Regions from separate parts of the Mus musculus genome. Here region 2 is linked to region 1. Evidence: chromatin contacts called from public Hi-C data. All regions are on one chromosome and are shown on one strand. The core of a region is the stretch at or near the end of the contact, and the rest is flanking DNA. Distances in the headings are between cores, read along the strand shown. Region 1 holds the start of Zgrf1 (zinc finger, GRF-type containing 1). Region 2 holds the start of H2az1 (H2A.Z variant histone 1).

Region 1 (3,528 bases), core at 884-3,383:
TCCAGCTGCATGTTACTACCTCAAATGTTAAATATAAAGAAAAAAAACAAAAAAACAAAAACAAAACCTGTCTAGCAATGCAAGTGGGAGGCAGAGGCAGGCGGATTTCTGAGTTCGAGGCCAGCCTGGTCTACAGAGTGAGTTCCAGGACAGCCAGGGCTACACAGAGAAACCCTGTCTTGAAAAACAAAAAAAAAAAAGAGGAGGAGGAGCAGAAGAGGAAGAAGACAACTTACAATAAACTCTTGACATTCCATTGTGTCTTCTGAGATTATAAACTAGTCAGGTCCAGAAAACAATCAGTTTTTAGTCAGCATTTATATCCTCTAAAATGAAAAACAGCAAAGAATGGTCAATCGACCCTGATAAAAAGAATAAATATCAAGTACAAACTTTTTCAATAAATCCTGACTGGAGACAGAAACCAAACAATTCCAAGACTATGAAGCCACCAAGAGAAACAAAACTGTATCTGTCATGGAGGACAGAACTGCGTGACACCACACAGGAAAATAAAGGTAAAACTCATAGTTACTAGAAATCTGTAAACATCTCTCCAGTGGCTTGCTATATACCAGAAAATGGATTGTTTTCCCTTCAACATGTACTGCTCCTTAGAACCCAACTTCAATTTTATTTTTCAAAATCATTATACTTACCACAAGATGGCCCCCTTGTGTCTTAAATTTTTCCTGCTAGCGTAATCCCTAGTTATCCAAGAACTAGTTTCAGGACCACAAATATTAACATCCGGCGCCAGCCACTTGAGTTCACATATAAAACGTCATAGTTGTTTCGCATATAATAGGAGCATGCACATATTTTCTAACATAAATAAGTTATCTCTAGATTACTTGTACCTAGTAGGTTGTAAATGATATGCAAACAGTGATTAAACTGCATTGTTCAAGAAATGGTAACAAGCCTGACTTGGTGGAACACAACTTTGATTCCAGTGCACAGGATGCACAGTCAGGTGGATCTGTGACTTCAAGGCAGCCTGGTTGCCTGTCTACCTATAGGGCTCCAGGACAGTCAGGACTAACTACATAGATAGACACTGTCTAAAAGGAAGAAATAAAAATGATAATTTAAAAATCTGTATGCTCAGTACTAACAACTTTTTTCTATTTCCCATCTATAACTGGCTGAATACAGATCCAGAAATTACAGGTACAGAGGGTTGACTATATACCCTAGTCAATATAGCACAACATCCTAGAGCCAAATATACAATATATAATTCCTCTGCAAGGAAAATTTTGTTCTTTCTTTTACCCAGTGCTAGGGGCTGACAAAAGGGACTATATGTAAACTAGGTAATAGTGCTTACATGCATCCAGTCCTTTATGTTTGTTTAAAATAGGATCTGACCATATTGCACAATCCCGTCCTAGCCTCTGGAAATAGCTGGGATATTACAAGCAATATGCCACCACACCCAGGAAGAAAAATCTCTTGGACAGTGCTGCAGCAGCCACTGTAACTACCATGTTAACTATAAGGTCAAATTTTGAAATCTTGAAATCGTCGATGGTGAACTGAATACAGATGCAAAAGCAGCACACATAAGCACACATATCTTCAAGTGGTTCCAGGGACATGACCTGACAATTAGTTAGCAATGAACATTTTAGGTCCTATTCTTTTAGGTCCTATTCTTGATCTATTACGTTAGGAAGTCCAGCTCTGGAGCCCAACAACAGTTTCTATCTGGCCCTCTGCAGTGATGAAAAACTGTCACAATAGCTCAGAACAGCACCGCTCAAACCAGGAAAGTTTCCAAACCACGAACGGCCTGCTAAACCACAAGGAACAGTACAGATCCCTAAAAGAAACATAGCTTCACTTGCCAAGCCTTGACACTTCAAGGTTTTGTATCACTAAATAATAATGGCCCCCTTGGTCCTATGTCAGCCCCTAAAACACCCACAACCGGGATGGGCCGCTATGGTGACCGCCTCACCCGGCACTCTAACGGCGCCTCGTGGGTCGCTTCCGTGGAGGCGAGTCAGTGTCCAGTGCTCTCCCAACCGCGCCAAGTCGCCCGGTCTGTCCACCCTTCTTGCCTAGAACACGGGAGAGAAAAGTCTCCACTTCACCGGCTCAATGACATAAACTCCACTTTCTAATTTCTCCCGCCAACTTAAGTGACGTCATCAAGCAGGGACGGTACCGCGGAGGCCCCGCCCGCCGCCGTTCGCAAACCACCAATGGAACTCCGCGTGCCAGCGCAGTCACCGCGTGGCTCCCGCCCCCGAGATGCTCCGCCTATGACGTCAGCAACGAACCCTGGGCCTCGGACCCGTCTTTCCGTAGCGGGCTGAGAGAAGCGCGTCGCTACTCGAATGACGCAAATTTCCGCCGACCGCAGGGGTCGGGAGAAGGAAAGCGTGGGAGAACACAAGCGCTGACCGTGGATCTGGGGACGAGCACGGAGTAAGTCACTACTGGCCTGCAGAGCCTCTCAGACCCGTAGAGGTGGGAACTCCTCTCAGTCGGGTCTCCTGAGGGCCACCCTCCATCCGCGGTCCGCCTCACCCCGCCCCCGTCGCCACTGTGCCGTTGGTTTGGCGCCGTGCGTTGTGCGCACGCGCAGTTCCCTGGCGGCCCCTGCTATTCGGAGCTCAGTACAGAGGGGGCGGGCCGAGCTTGGGGTTGGGGTGTTTGGGGCACGCCCGGCTGCGGGGGGGGGGGGGGGGGGGAGTCTGTGCGGAAGTAGGGTTGCTCAGAGGAACTGTGGGTGTTAGGCAGGTTGTCTTCCCAAAGGACATCAGTTGTGAGAACTTGCATTCTAAAGTTCAGTCTTTTCTTTTTGCTAGTCCCTCTATAGAAAAAGCCGTTGTAGAAGGGGCTAACAGTAATGAATTTAAGTTCTGAGTGCGTTTATGAGAAATTAAGGAGAAATATGAGTGGAGAGTTCATTGAGAATGGAAATCCTCAAGAAGTAAGACTGCCTTTTAGTAGTCTTTCGAAGCCGGGCGGTGGTGGGAAACCGAATGACTTCATAAAACATTCACACTAAAAGATTATTTGGAGCAAAGTTCCAGACCGCTAAAGGGTTTGCCGTGACTACAACTTTGGTTCTCAATCTTTTGGGTACTCTTCTTTTTGTTTAAAGCCTGGAAAATATTATTGTCGAGTTCCTTTGAAAATTTTACATGTACCTGTGGAAACATTTTGTATGTGATTTTACAAACAAAACCTTTGATTTAAAATTTAAAAAAAAAAAAATGGTCTTTTGCTTTACATCTAGCACAGCTTACTTCCAGATTATCTGTGACATTCACTGTCTTTGGGCAGTGTTGCAACTTTGTAACTTGTTGAAAACATAAAGATGAAAACCATGTTTGCCCAATCATTGCCCCTGACCAGTATATGTTAACATTCATTTTGACTTTATGCTGCATATTGATCTGGTCTTTTCTCCTTTAAACAGACTAGTTCCACTTAAATTTACCATATTCCTTTATATTTGTATAAGCATGATTTTACCTTTTGTTTAAAAGTTTGTCTTATAACATCTCA
Region 2 (3,421 bases), core at 393-2,892, about 10 Mb before region 1:
TGGTAGCTTTGATCAGAGAATCCAATTCTTCATCTCCACGTATAGCAAGCTGCAAGTGACGAGGGGTGATACGCTTTACCTTTAAGTCTTTTGACGCATTTCCTGCCAACTCAAGTACCTAAAAGGCAAAAAATAAATAAAAATCTGATGATCAATATTCCAACTTACTTTCAATCAAGATCTTTGAACCTCAATGGTGTTATTTACCAACTGTTGTCATTCCCTACTACCTGAATGATAAAATTATGCAGAATTATGCAAAAAAAAAAAAAAAACCACCCAAAAAACCCCGAAGGGGCACGCAATTGCATTTGCAGGAGCAGCACACTCTGGCCCAGCAGCCTCCTCGGCTGAACGCGAGCTCCCTCTAGCGCTCCCTCGGTCTGCGCGCCGCTCTTAGGGCCTGCGAGTTTTCTTGCATCACTTTCCTCCTCTCTCGCCACTTTCCCCCGCCCCCCCAGAGCTTTTCCAGATCACAGGCGTACTCCCGCTTACCTCTGCGGTGAGGTACTCCAGGATGGCTGCGCTGTACACAGCGGCGGTCGCGCCCACACGTCCGTGGCTGGTTGTCCTAGATTTCAGGTGTCGATGAATACGGCCCACAGGGAACTTGATTTTTATGCACACAAACAAACGAACAAACAAGAAAAAAAATGCACAAAGATAGGAAATTCGTTAAGATAAGATGTGCGCGCCAAAGCCAAGGACGGTGGTGGTGCACCAACGCGCCCCGCCAGTTAACACACATGTGATCCGACGCCCCCCCTCCCCAAACCCCAGTATTCACTGTCTCCGCAGGGCCAAGTCGCGACACATCACTCATGCTAAGATGGAACACCCATGGAGGGTGCAGACAAACAAGCAAGGGGGGTGCAAACATAAAGGCCCGGTCACCCGACTGCGGCAGTTGCTACCCACCTGCAAGCCGGCTCGCTGCGAGCGGGAAACCGCCTTTGTCTTGGCCTTTCCGGAGTCCTTTCCAGCCTTACCGCCAGCCTGCGGCGCCGCCGACGCCCGCGAGCCCGGGAGGGACGGAGAAGATAGAATTACCAAGGCGGCGCGCCCCTCCCCCACCACAGCGCGTCCTGGAGGCGAGCGAGCGCGCGCTCGGCCGCCCGCCGCCCGCCCCGCCGGGGACCCCGGGCCGCCGCTCGCCCCCCGCCCGCCCTTCTCCCCCGCCGACCCCTGCCGCGAGCCCGCCGCGGCTGCGCGCCCCCGCGCCGGCTCCCAGCCGCGCCGTGCGCGCCCCCCCAACCGTCGCCTCCCGCCTGGAGCTCCGGGGCTCCGAAAACACCTCCCCTCCGCTCGTCCCGACCCCGTCCCCGCACGCTCCCACTCGCCGCCGCCGCCGCCTCTCCCAGCCCCGGGGACGGCGGCCCCGCCCGCTCGGAGCCTGCAGCCCGCGGCCGCCCGCCGTCACTCTTCACGTTACCATCTCGGACCGTGCTGAAGCTCCGACGAGCGAGGAAGAGACGAGGCCAGGCGGACGCTCAGCGAGATCCCAGCGCCCACTCCTCCGTCGGACCGCGATTCAAACTGCGCCGTCTCCCGCCTTCCTCGCGCCCTTTATACTGCAGAATGTTCCCTCATCCGGGAACTCGGCCGGTTCGGCCCACCAATGGTTGCCTCCCGCCCTCGGGACGCGTCCTTGAGGCTCCAGCCAATGGGAGAACGCACAGCGGAGTGGCGGGGCGGGCGCTCGGGAGCTCGAGCGATGATTGGCGCGTGGGGGATGAGTTAGGGGGGGAGGAGATGCGGCGGGACGAGGACCGGGAGAAGAAGGGGCGCCGCGGCGGGAGGGCAGCAACAGAGCGCTGCGCCACCGAGCGAGTGGACGGTGGTGTCACGTGCCTGGAGGGAGGAGCTGGAAGGCTGGGGAGGAGCGCGCGCTGGCGTCCTCCCCGCTGCAGCCTCCCCCCCTCCACTCCCCCGCGGTGCTCCGGAGACCACGTGAGCTTCCCTCCCGGTCTAGCCTGGCCCCCTCGCTGACAACCGGCGCCTCTCGGTTGCCCTCTGGCCTGGCCTTTCGTGTCCGCAGATCTCGGTTTCCTTCAGAGTCCTGCCTTCTGACAGGTGGCTCGAAGGCGTCCGGCAAGAAGAGCTCAGCTCGGCCTCTACTTGGTGAACCACTTCCCTGATAAAAGTGTCACCTACCCCACCCCCGGTAGTTTTTTCATCTTCCTCCACTTCTGTCCTCACCTCTTGTTACCCCTCACCCCCCTCATCCTGTCTCATAACAACAGTGGAGCCAAGTTACCGTGGGGATAACAAGTAATTTTGTCTACACACAGGAAGCTTGGGATGAAGCGGTTTTTTATAATGAAGTCACCGGCCATATTTTTGCGAAGACTTCGCATCAATGGGATGCACCTATAGCCTAGTGTCTAAAGTTGATTTGTTGAAACATTAAAGCTATTATGTGTCAGCTTTCCTACACTAAAACATTTTGCCACATGACAAATGTTGGTAAATGTCAGTGGGGTAACTGTAACATGATTCACAAGCAGTTACAGATGGTTCATGTAATCAGTTACAAATGCTGGGCTTAAAAAAAAAAATAGACTTGTACACACGGTACTGTCCTGATGCCAGCCACTTAGACGTGCAGTTAGTAGATCTACAGCACCTGCATTTATCACTCGCTGCTTGGAGACCATAATTATCTGAGTCTTGCGAATTTCGCATTTATATTAATACGTAGCACTTTTCAATTAAACATGATTGTGTGGCCATGTGGGTGGGCGCGGGTGCTCACCTCATTACTATAGTTGTGGAAATCGGATGACAACTTGAGTGAGTGCTCTCTTTCCAGGGTTCCAGAGATAAACTCAGGTATCAGGTAGTCAACTCTCACACAGCTAGCACCCGTCGAGTTATATCACCGGTTTATACTTTTTACATAATTGAATAGTAATATGAAGAGAATATTGAAGCGTAAACTCCACATTATTAGTACTTAAGTTTGGGAGATTTTATGAAATTAGAGGAACTCTCTGATACCAGGACATTAATGCTAGAGGAGAGACTCCAAACAATATTGATTCCGAGGCTTATTGGAACTAAGGAATTGTAATGATGTCATCACATGCCGAAAACAACTGAGGCTCCTGACATCCCAGCACCTAGAAGGCTGCATCAGAAGAGTCATAAGCAGAATGCTAGTCAACTCTACAACGATGGCATTTCAGACACCTAAGGACTGGCCTGCTGTGATGGTGGCAACCTACATCCTTAATACCAGCCCTTGAGAGGCAGAGGCAGGCAGATCTTTGTGACTTCAAGGCCCACACGGTCTACACAGTGAGTTCCAAGCCATCTACAGCTACAGACTGAGGCCCTGTCTTCAAAAAAAAAAACCAAGTATAAAGCCAAGCCCAGTAGGCTATCCCTGGCTTCTGATGGGATTTCTTGATATTTACCT

Evidence for each region. Hi-C and Micro-C count contacts between places; a contact is called where the count stands out from the background.
Region 2: a Hi-C map of CD4 T cells shows a contact between it and region 1, with 7 times the contacts expected there. The contact joins the promoter of H2az1 here to the promoter of Zgrf1 in region 1. A contact is called at or near these places in 1 of 39 promoter capture datasets (cranial neural crest) and 1 of 484 Hi-C or Micro-C datasets (CD4 T cells).

The regions. Positions count from the first base shown.
Region 1 is chr3:127,552,094-127,555,621 of GRCm38.p6, reverse strand. It overlaps Zgrf1 (zinc finger, GRF-type containing 1), which reads right to left and starts at 2,133. Exons shown (of 26, transcript NM_197997.2): 1 at 1,967-2,133; 2 at 237-326. The coding sequence starts at 257. Larp7 (La ribonucleoprotein domain family, member 7) reads left to right here and starts at 2,273. Exons shown (of 13, transcript NM_138593.2): 1 at 2,273-2,439.
Region 2 is chr3:137,862,708-137,866,128 of GRCm38.p6, reverse strand. H2az1 (H2A.Z variant histone 1) reads right to left here and starts at 1,642. Exons shown (of 5, transcript NM_016750.3): 1 at 1,433-1,642; 2 at 919-996; 3 at 496-609; 4 at 1-118. The coding sequence starts at 1,435. Gm43403 (predicted gene 43403) reads left to right here and starts at 1,803. Exons shown (of 2, transcript NR_169184.1): 1 at 1,803-2,164; 2 at 2,292-2,442.